Linked DNA regions of Zea mays: region 1 is linked to region 2. The links are chromatin contacts, called in public Hi-C maps. All regions are on one chromosome and are shown on one strand. Each heading gives the region's core, a stretch centred on a gene start, on an enhancer-like site or on the middle of the called end of the contact. The rest is flanking DNA. Distances are from core to core; before and after follow the strand shown. Region 1 holds the start of LOC100279947. Region 2 overlaps LOC100216619.

The links. Hi-C and Micro-C count contacts between places; a contact is called where the count stands out from the background.
Region 1: a contact with region 2 is called in a Hi-C map of leaf, with 5 times the contacts expected there. The contact joins the promoter of LOC100279947 here to the enhancer-like site in region 2. A contact is called at or near these places in 4 of 25 Hi-C or Micro-C datasets (endosperm, leaf and leaf mesophyll).

Annotation. Positions count from the first base shown.
Region 1 is chr10:135,905,458-135,911,402 of Zm-B73-REFERENCE-NAM-5.0, reverse strand. LOC100279947 reads left to right here and starts at 3,655. Exons shown (of 3, transcript NM_001152897.1): 1 at 3,655-4,294; 2 at 5,042-5,175. The coding sequence starts at 3,659.
Region 2 is chr10:135,822,313-135,827,943 of Zm-B73-REFERENCE-NAM-5.0, reverse strand. It overlaps LOC100216619, which reads right to left. Exons shown (of 13, transcript NM_001143032.1): 9 at 5,002-5,097; 10 at 2,921-2,987; 11 at 2,615-2,730; 12 at 2,451-2,529; 13 at 1,960-2,325. The coding sequence ends at 2,186. Among protein-coding and RNA genes, the nearest start is that of LOC100216619, 19 kb to the right of the region's middle. Within about 2 kb of position 1,488, at least 18 of the 20 cell types and tissues checked have an H3K27ac peak or open chromatin away from gene starts, as enhancers often do. A contact at or near this core is called in endosperm, leaf and leaf mesophyll, where this site is marked.

The DNA of each region.
Region 1 (5,945 bases), core at 2,406-4,905, 81 kb before region 2:
GAGACTTTGCCTCATGCAAATATACGGGATGAATCGCCGGAGAAGCGTCACCGCGAAAAAATGGGGAAGGATGCGGGTTCTATCGGAGGCGGAGAAAATGGAGTTTCCCTCGAAAACGTTTTTTCAGGGCCTTTTAGCAATCTCTTGGAGATGCTCTTAGGCCACTTTGCAATTGGCCCTTGCCTTTATCTGATTTGTATGATCTTTAGATGCTAAAAATCATTTTTTATGAGACTTCTAAATTTGTGTTACGATGACTCGTTTTGTCTCTATCAAATAGTAAAATCTATTACTAGCACGGCGAAATAAAACTAAGGACAGATTTAAAAAAACGAGACATAATGAAATTCCAAAGCCCACCTTATCACTAATGGGTCGGATCTTCGTGGAGGAACCGGTGTAAACCAGACATAATGACATAATTTACTGTGGTATTATATGTTTTCGTTGTAACGCACGGGTACCCACCTAGTACCAGTAGATGTAAAAACCAATGACTTTTTTTTAATCAAATCAAACCTCAGAAAATTCAGATTCAAATTACTGATGTAATGGAGAGAGCAGTCTACAATCTGCTTGCCAGAGCCATCAAAAGAGCTTCCAGCTTTGCGTTTTAGCATACAAAATGTGGCCTGTTTTCCGTGCAGCAGGACAGGATCGAGTCACGAAACGGGGAGGCAGGGAGTGGATACGGCTGTTAAGGATTGTCCAGAATGCTAACATGTCACACGGTGTGCTCATCATTGATCATGCACCCACGTGAGCAGTGAGCTGTTACGGACCACTTGCGATAATGTGATCGGATAAGGACGAGAGGTAAAAAGCACGGAACATGACTTCACCGGAGCGTTGTTGTCCCAGCAAGTAATGTTCAGAGAGTACTCGGTAAACAGTTGGTGTAACTGTAATGCTGGGTGACAAAGAAGAAAGGCTTGGGTTGTATGCGCAAGTGTGCTGCATTTTCTTCGCTCTGCTGGGTCGTTGTTTCTTGCAGTTGCAGGTACGACAAGTGAACATGACACAGCAGTCGACAGAGAGGACCTGGAAATCGTCCTATCAGCAAGGCAGCGGTTTGAGCTGACGATGGGGAGTTTCAGGGTGGTCAATCGCGTGGTTAAAGACCTGCAACTGGTGGTGATGGATAACCGTCTTCTCCACCGATGAGTGATGCACATTCCTGACCACTTTATATGTATATATATCGTTTTTGAGTAGCAATCAACGACACAACAAACTTTGTTTTGTCAAAGTAAAAAAAAAAACTCACATGCTGAAATTCCCTTTCTAGTAGGATGACAAAATATTGCTAAAGTCTTACTCGGTTGTCTGGATCAAAAGGATTGAGAGGATTAAATTCTCTTCTAATCCTCTTCGATTTACACGCAACCGAACAAGCCTAAAACAGAAAAATTAGGCGCTGAAAGAATCTACGGAGTATCTCACAAAAGCTATTCAAGCATCCCAGTTTCATGTACATCAACTCTTTGCTCTCGCGGAAATAAAGCACGAAACCAACCTTTCATGATGATACAGCCAAACGAATGCAGGGCGCCCCTTTACGCTTCCGACGAAACAGCCTCAATTTTCTAATCGCAAGTCGACCCATGTTACCTTCTTTCGTTGTCAAAGAACATACATGACTACTTAAACTCCCAAACCAAATATGACACTACCTCCGTTTTCGAATATTCGTCATCTGCTAGCTTATTTTTTAACTAAACCGCGACCAACAAAAAAAACAGGAGTATTTCTTTGCGATACCAACCTTACTTTTTCTTAGATAAGATACTGACACTACCTATGACAAAACAATGAATGAGGTAACTATGTCTATTAGAAAAAAAAATACTCCCTTAGTTTTTTCTTTTATTTGATGTTTTTAGTTTAAAAATGAATTATTCATCGTCAAATATTTAAAAATGGAGGTTAATATATGTTTTTTGGGCACCCGTAACTTCGAGAGGCTCTCTATATTTTTTCTAACCTATATGAATACAACTTTTTTTTAAAAAAAAACCTCCAACAACTATCTTAATGACTATATAAATATGAATATATTTTATTCTAAGTTTTTCGTTAGCCAACTATAAAAAATATATAAACAAGATATAGAAAGTCCGTTAGAGATTGAAAAGATATAGAAAACAATTTTTTATATATATAAATGACTTTCTAAATAATAATTTAGAGAGTGAAATTTAGAAAGATTCTTGAAGATGCCCTAAGTGTCGACATTGCTTTTGAGTGTGCAAGCCTAGAAGTCATGAAATCATAAACTTGGGCATCTAATAGGCCATGTTTGGATCCATCTAGTTTATTAGAAATTGGTTTTTAAAAACTAAAAGGTCTCCAAATAGATCAATTTTTATTCGGTTCCTAAAACTAGTTTCTCATTTTTTTAAAAACCAAGAAGCTGACTTTTCCCAGCTAAAACTAGTTTCTAAAAAACCTGAAGCACCTTTTCTTCTAAAAGTCAGTTTCTAGAAACCATTTTTTTAAAAAAACTAGGGTGAATTTAAACACATCCTTAGTTTTAAAGGTAGTTTTTCGTCGCCAAAAATATAGCGTATCACCGGTACTAGATTTGGTCCAACCATGGCTTTATCCTCCCCATGTTCAACACTCGCAAAAATTAGTGCAAAACGAGCACTTAAACTTATATCCGTCTACTTCAGAAATATAAGACTAACCACCAAACTAAATATCCCTTAGTATTTAGAAAATAATAATAATTATATTTACAGCCTACGTGCCGGTCCCAACGCAAAGGCACATACTAGTCATGGTATAAATATCTTACCTACGTTCACCTTACGGCCGGGCCTTACCTCTATCCATCATGAGGACACTAACAGCGACGTATTAACCCAAACCCAGAGAGCACAGCTACCGATCCTTAATCCTCCTGCAGATAAACACCCTATCAACGCAAATCCCCAGCTCTTCCAACCTCTCCTCTCCCTCCCCATCAGCGCACAGATCTATCGATCACTACGGTTCCATCTCGCACCCAACTAGGCCTCCGATTATTCCGATCGCCAGCGGATCAGATTTATGCAGTCTTACTGCCGCCAGCTCCAGCCATGCCGCGGGGCAGCAGCTTGGACCAGAGCCTGAGCGACGAGGAGCGGTCGGCAGGTACTGGGGCGGTTTGGGTCCGGCGTCGCCGGCAATGTCCGGGATGTCCGACTCCGCGGGCGGCGGGCGTGCGGGCGCAGAGCTGATGGTGGAGCAGTTCCACCTCAAGGTGCTCCACGCCGTGCGCACGCCGCGCCCGCTCGCCGCCGCCGCCGCTGCCGCGTCGTCGTCGTCGTCGTTCAGGCGGAGGGACAGGTGGTTCCATCTCCCGCTCCACGACCCGCCGCCGCCCGAGGCGGCCGGTCGCCTCGACGAGCTGGCCCCCGGGCAGCCGCGTGTGGTGGACGTCCTCCTGTGTCCTGCCACCGCCAGTGGTGTGGGAGACCGAGGGGAGGTGGTGGAGAGGTGGACCGTGGCGTGCGAGCCCTGGCCAGACGCCGCGAGCGGCGAGGAGGTTGCCGTGAACCGGGCGTACAAGCACTGCTTCACGCTGCTCAGGTCCGTTTACGCCGCGCTCCGCGTCCTCCCGGCCTACCGCGTCTTCCGCCTCCTCTGCGCCAACGCCTCCTACAACTATGAGATGGGACACCACGTTGACACCTTCGCCGAGCCCTTCTCGCGCCCTCAGGAGGCCGCCATGCGTTCCCAACGCTTCGTTCCCGTCGAAACCCAGCTCGGTCGCCTCGTCGTTTCCGTCCACTATCTCCCCAGCCTCGCCGGCGTCGCCGCCTTCAACCTCGAGATCACCCCCCTTTCGCCCTCCATGATAATCCCAGACTACGTCGGCAGCCCAGCCGCTGAGCCCATGCGCACCTTCCCGGCCTCGCTTACAGAAGCCACGGGCTCCGGCTTCCCACCGTCCTATGAGCAGCAGCGTCCACACAGCTGGGCTTCACCTGCGTTCTGGCCGCACACGCCGGCACACCAGGCCAGGTTCTCGCCACCTCCAGTGTTTTATGCGTCACCGACGCCATCGCCTCCCCACTTTCCGCCCGGTCTCATGAGGTGGGAGTCTGCGCCAATGCCCATACCACAGGTGAGCGAGAGGAGGAGCCCCGCACACCTCCAGAATATGCTGCCACCGCCTTCGCCGAGAAGAGCAGACACGGGGGCAGCAGGTGCTCTAGAGTTTCCATCTGAGAGTGGCCGGTTGATTGGGAGGATGGAGGAACTTCGGCTAGCTGATCTACATGCGACCTCGTCACCCAGACACAAGGTGATTCATGACTCTATTTATATGTTCAGCTGTCATACTTGTGTGAACTTCAATTCTTCAGAGTGCAAGATTGGATCTTTTTGACGAGCAGGGCTTTGACAGTAGGATACCTGATATCCTGATCAACTGGAATGATCTGTATATATGTATTGACCCTGAGTTAGTAATGGAATAACTAATCTTTGTTCGTTCATTACTAAATTTAGTTTAACAGTATCATATTTGACAGGCTCATTGCACCAGTTTATTTTTAGAGCAAGGTAGAGCATATACTTACAAAATAAAAGAAATGCAGAGTCCAAGTATCATGGTTTCATGTGTTTACAGAACTGATTAAACTGCAAACGGGTTGAACTTTGAACCTAAACTTTGACTCTGAGTTTCTTGCAAGTTATTTGTACAATGCTTTGCTCATTACCATGTTTGATGGAAGTTTTCTTGGCACATACAAAGACATCTAGTCTTATGTTGAACCAATAATCTATAAGATGCTCAATTTAGCTCTTCTTGCGTACATGCTGTGACAATACTGCTTTTGATTCTGTACAGCTTCAGTGGTCCTTGATTGGTGGAAAAATGCATATTGTACTATGTATGTTGAACAATGAAGAAATGTTTAATGTCGTGGTGATTTTACTCTTTACAGTCTGTTGAATCTTAATTATCAATTGAAAGGGCACTCTACCAGTTTGAAAATGATTAAGTTGATCTGTTTTCCTCAATTGACACTGTTTGGGGGATATGCAGGGCAAGGACAATAAAGATGAATCTGGCAGATTCTCTGCACTCTCCTCATGTGATTCACCACGGCAAGATGATCTGGATGATGTGGATTACCATTTTGATGTTGATGATGTTGATACCCCAGTCTCTCAACCTCGGTATGTTTAAAATAATGTCCTTTAAGGCCATTTTTGTTGTGAGTTTCACAAATTCAACCCTATTGGCTTTATCTGGTTCTGACTAGAGAACGTGCATCTCAGAGTTAAATTTGATACCTTTTGAATGCCCAGTAGCACAGTAATAACTTCCGTTCATATAGATAGACCGACTACTGTCTTGTGGTAGGGCATGAATGCATTGGAGATATGAATTTCATGGATTATTCTTTGTCGGTAGAGATTAAAAGGTGGGGCACATTTCAGTTAGCTAATTGTTTGTGTATCTAGATGTTAAAGAATGTTAGAGCTATATTCTTGGCATATGTAAGCTTTCATTTCTTTCATGTAGACACATAATTGATCTTGTCAAAATTCTGCACATGATGAGATTGGTGTTACTACGAGGATTTAAAACCTTGGCATGAAAAAGGTACCTATAGTATTTCATTAAGTGAAGTTGTTTTTTTTTCATTTTATTGTACAAATTAGTGTGTTGGGAAATTAGTTTAGAACAATCAGATGGAAATCAATTTGAGACTTTTAGTCTGCTGCTGAAAGCATTTCTTTCAGTGCTGTATCTGTGAGGAACCAGTCCTAGATGGCCCTGAGCCCAAGTGTTGTGACCAGTTTTACCACAAGGGCATGTAGGAAAAGGGTGACATCAGACAGATTGAGGCCTCATTTGGCAGAGCTCCGCTCCATGATTCTCTAGCTCCAAGAGCTAATTCTCCAATAGAGTGATTCCAAATGATTCTCAAGTAGAATTGAAT
Region 2 (5,631 bases), core at 239-2,738:
TATATATATATATATATATATATATATATATATATATATATATATATATATATATATATATATATATATATATATATACAAAAAAATAAAAAATATATTTTTTAAAAAAATTAACATAAAAAAGAATGTTGCATTAATGGTCCTATAGATTGTGCTTACATTGTGTTCATTCTTATAGCCTTATGATCTATCTACCTAATAAAGTCTTGAGATGGTCTATTAGACGGACATATATGCTTATAAAGTGGACAGTCCAACGCACGTCGGTGTCGGCGGACAGGTGTTCCACAGCTACGGGTCGGAGCCAAGGTTTTACTGCGGAGGAGAAGGAGCAGCAGCGAATCCTCCACGCAGATATATGCCGGGCAAGAGCGCGAGGTAAGGTAGGCAGATTTGGCCCAGGCAGGCGACTCGATGTCGACGGCCACATCCGACAAGGCTGCTGCCCAAGTGGCTGGTACGTACGTACGGACTCCGGAGCGCCCAGACAAAAAAAGATTCCGTGTCCTCCTTCGTACGCTTGCCTGCTGTCTAGGCTCCTCCGCTCACGTGCGTGCGTCCATGGATGGACATCGGACGATCATTAAAAATATCAAGTGTATATATATATATATATATATATATATATATATATATATATATATATATATATATATATATATATATATATATCTCAAAGTCGCGCGCGACAAGTTTGGAGGTAGGTGTAGCAGGCGAGACTATTTTATGTTTGCAGTGCAGTGCAGTGCAGCGCAGGGACCTGGAGCGCGCAACACAACAACATGGCGGCGAAGGTTCGCGCAACGAGTGCAACCCGGACAGGGAAACAACGCACCACTAGTTCGTCTACTTCCTGTCTTCTCCGGCGGGATCACGCAGCCTTTTTTTTGTTTTTTTGAAGAAAAAAAATTTGAGCTGACGAAGCGGAGGAAGCACGGATCAAACTCTTCGGGTTCAGTGTATCAATCAGATCAGTACGATCGACAGTGTAGCAGTAGGTACTCTAGCTGATACTAGTCGTAGTTTGAAACCGGCGTTGCACGAGCACCGCCACCACTTGGGCTCCAGAATATTCAGCCGCGCTTGAGAACCCCGACTATTCTCCGTACTGCAGCCGTTGCACGGGGCCGTACCCCGTATGATCGTCCTCTCGTCCTGTCCAATCATACATCCCAGAGGTTGGCGGCCGCACCGATCCACTGACACTGACGTCCCAGAGCTTCAGCTGCACCCAGCTCAAAAACCGCACAGCCATACACAGTTTTGTCATTGATTTTTCCTTCTTTTTTTTCCCTCTCCTGTAACCATCAACACACACACGCACACACACACAAAATCGTAGTGAGAAAGCCAGGAAGCTGATCAGTGGCAAATGGCAACCCACGCACAACAAGGCCCGCCACAAGTCAAGCCTAGAACAGGACAGGGACTGTGTGCAAAGCAAAGCCGCATCGCCGCACTGGACCACTGCCTAGTGCCACTCCATCTTGCTAGCTGACGGAGAACCATATAGCCGTACGGCGACCGTGCTCCCACCACATCCACGCAAGGCACTTCGGTACGCTCACCCAACCATCGGTCGAGGCTTAGCTAACAGATGATTTTGAACGATCCAGTTGAGTTGGTGGCACTGCCACATGAACCTTGGTCGCTGTCTGAATAGCGGTGCACAGTCCAAAAAAAATCAGGGCGTGCAGGTGTAGCTAACGAGCTCCCTCCAGCTACAACGCGAATCCATCGTACTCGACAAGTATAGCGGCGCACAGTACACGATATTAGAACAGTAGAATTTACAGAATGAACGTCAAGGATGGAAAATGGTATGCTCTCCGACATCCAAACACTGCACAAGGCATTTTAGAAACGCGACTTCTCACACTATCTGAATGGCAGTGCAGGTTTACGGCACCTTGGTGGTTTCTGACCGTATGTATGTCCTATACAGGGCAACAAAAAATTGGGGGCAGACGGTGGGTTTTACTGTCATTAGGGTTACACTCGAGATTCTCTTACTAAAAGAAACATGTTCAGTCGAGCGCCCAACACTCGTTGGAAATTAGGAACACGAAACAACAAACAAACAAACAAACAAACAAACAAAAAACAAACTCATCGTCAGGGCTACGTTTTGCCAACCTTTATCAATTATCTACACTAGACCTGTGGACTATCCGAGGATGCTTTGTTATTGTACTTCTTCGCGGACATCATTCCTCTTCCTGCGGCCAAACCCACATCTACAGATGAATTCAGGGACTGGCCCCTCATCACCAGCAACCCAAGGATGCTCAGCCGCAGCCTGCAGCGTGATGCGATCCCCTGGATCTGCAAATCAAGCACATGGAAGGAAGGGGCAAGGACATCCATTAAAACAGATAACGTCATGCTTAGAAACTTAGCAAACACCAGGTTATCAGAATCATAGGGTGAGAAAGCGACCAAAAAGGCACCTTTGCAGAGAAGCCTTAGGAGCAAATCAGCAAGTTGGGGGTTCATGTCTCCAGGTATTTGCACAGGATCATTGGCAATCTATTGTGTAACAACCACTCAAGTGAGCTTTACGCAGAGTAATTAAGAAGAAAAAGGGAAGGACAGAAACTTTTTTTTTTTGCACCTTATCATAAGTTTCCTGCAATGTATCCCCAAGAAATGGATAATGCCCAGAAACCATACAATATAAAGTTACACCAACTGCCCATGTATCAGAGGCCCGACCATGGTAGGCTGAACCTGCAATGAAAGAAAGAGAGATACTTCTATCACATTTAGCAATTCTACAATCATATAGCTACCACAATGGAACATCCAGGGAATGCCGCTTTTCCAAAAAAAAAACACCATTATATTCATAGATAACCTGATGATTGACTAATTTTAAGTGCAGCATTTATAGCTTAGTACCAGAGGTAGTTAGTTGTACCTTGACAGCACTCCGGGGCAGTGAAAACAGGAGTGCCAGGAGATCTCCAAAGCATATCATCATCATCCTATGTAGCAAGTAAAACACCAATATACAAAAATTTATAGTCCAGAACAATTTGCCACAAAAACACATTTTGAAAAGATCGAATATATCTACTCAAGTAAAAGAATGTGACAAGTTGCATCCAATGATAAAGTTGTTGGCCTGCCTACTCAACAATGAACATATCCAAAACAAGAACAAGGAAGCATCGTAGTTTGTTGCCAACTCAAGTTATCTTAAAACTACTCTTGAAGACAGGGAGCAAACAATATATTTTAACTTTTTTTCCATCAATACAAACCTGGTTTGAGAAACTCTAAATCTACATAGCCATTTTTTATCAGCATCAACATAGCCTTTTTTGAAAAAAAAAACATCAACATAGCCTTTTAGTCCCAAGCAAGTTGGGGTAGGCTAGAGTTAAAACCCAACAAGATGTCACCAAAAAGAGAAAGAGGGAGAAATGGAAGGGAAAAACTTTTGAGAGCCCTAAAAAGAAAAAGGCCTAATCACGGTTCGGGCACGTGGATAGCTTCTTTCCAAGCATTTCTATCCAAACACAACTCCATTGGGATATTCCATTCCTTCAAGTCTCTTTTGCTTGCCTCCTCCCATGTCAAGTTTGGCCATCCTCTACCTCTCTTCACATTATTGTCCCGTCTTATGATGCCTCTAGGCACCGGAGCCTCTGGGGGTCTCCGGTGGACATGCCCAAACCATCTCAACCGGTGTTGAATAAGCTTTTCTTCAATTGGCGCTACTCCTAGCCGATCACATATGTCATCATTTCTCACTCGGTCCAATCTTGTGTGCCCACATATCCAACGCAACATACGCATCTCTACGACACTTAGTCGTTGGATATGTCGTCTCTTAGTAGGCCAACACTCAGTCCCATATAACATAGCAGGCCTAATCGTCGTCCTGTAGAACTTGACTTTCAACTTTTGTAGCACTCTCTTGTCGCATAAGACTCCCGATGCTTGACGCCATTTCATCCACCCCGCTTTGATCTATGGCTAACATATTCATCAATATCACCATCTCTCTGTAGCATCGATCCCAAATAGCGGAAGGTGTCCTTTGATACTACGTGGCCTCCCAAGCTTACATCTCCATCCTCACTAATTGTAGTACCAAAGTCACATCTCATATACTCGGTTTTGGTCCTGCTAATTCTAAATCCTTTTGACTCTAGGGTCTGACGCCATAATTCTATCTTTCTATTTACTCATTCCTGACTTTCATCTACTAGACTTTCATCTACTAGAAGCATACACTAAGGGATATCTCATTATATATCCCTCGTGACCTCATCTATCACTAAGGCAAATAGATAAGGGCTCAAAGCTGAACCTTTATGCAGTCCTATATTAATCCGGAAAGCATTTGTACATCAGTTGTTCAGACGCTAGTCACAACCTTGTCATACATGTCCTTGATGAGCGTAGCATACTTTGTTGGGACTTTATGCTTATCCAATGCCCACCACATAAGATTCGTAGGTATTTTATCATAGGCCTTTTCCACATGAGATTTCTAGGTATTTTATCCAATGTCCACCACATGAGATAGCCATTTTTTATCAGACCAAGAATTAAAAAAAAACTCAAACTGCGCGGGGAGGGGGGGGGGGGGTAAGGCAGCCCTCAGCTATTATATTAAGAAGACATTCTCACGTAGGTCGAGAACCCCCCCCCCCCCCCCGAACCCTTGCCCTACCCATACACAGCAGCACCGTAGCCTATGTGAGAACAACCGCTACCAAGGGGCCAGGCCATAGACCTGTGCTTTGGCATTGGGACAGAGGGGATTTTTTTTAACCATTGCCTGAAATTCGCTCCCACAGGGAGTCGAACCTAGGACTTGAGTGCAACTCGTACCACCTAACCAACTCAGCTAGAATAGTTAATGAAAGAAAGAAATTAACCATTTATCCCTTTCATGGGTGCATCCATTTGACTGGAAAACAATATTTCCATAACAAAAGAAAAAAACACACTAAATTATATGAGTTACAGGAGTACAGAAACCACCTCAAAAACCTGGCTAACACTGAAATCCCCAATCTTCACATTGCCGGCACTGGTAACCAAGAGATTGTCTGGTTTGATATCACCATGAATAACATTCTGTGTATCAGAAGAAGAAAAAAATCAGTGTTCCTATCAAGGCAAACACAGAGCATAGACATAACTGCATAGCATAGAAAAAGAGGCAATCAAAAAACAGAAGTATAACAAAATATGTCAAAAATGTGGTAGACAATCATCAGCTTGAAATCTGGGAGCTGTGGAATTCACTTTTGTTGCGAGTTTTGTGCTGTTGTCCTGATGCAGACCAGGATGCCAGGAAATATGATTTGCATCAGCCAGATGGCGTTACTTGAATCAATACTTTTTTTTCTCAAAAAACGCAGGAGAGCTGTGTTTCATTCCATTAAGAAGAAAAATGGAGATAATACAAAACAGCCACCTCACTGGGGCCAAGTACAGGCATACTGATACTCATTCATGAATAAAACACCCAAAGCTACACAAAGCCTATAGACCCGGGATGCGACTAGTTAGCAAGGATAGCTTTCTTGCCCCAGCCAGCTCCCACTTCTTTCGCTCTTGATCAGCCATCCTAACAGCAAGATCCACATGGGTCTGTTTCTATCGAAG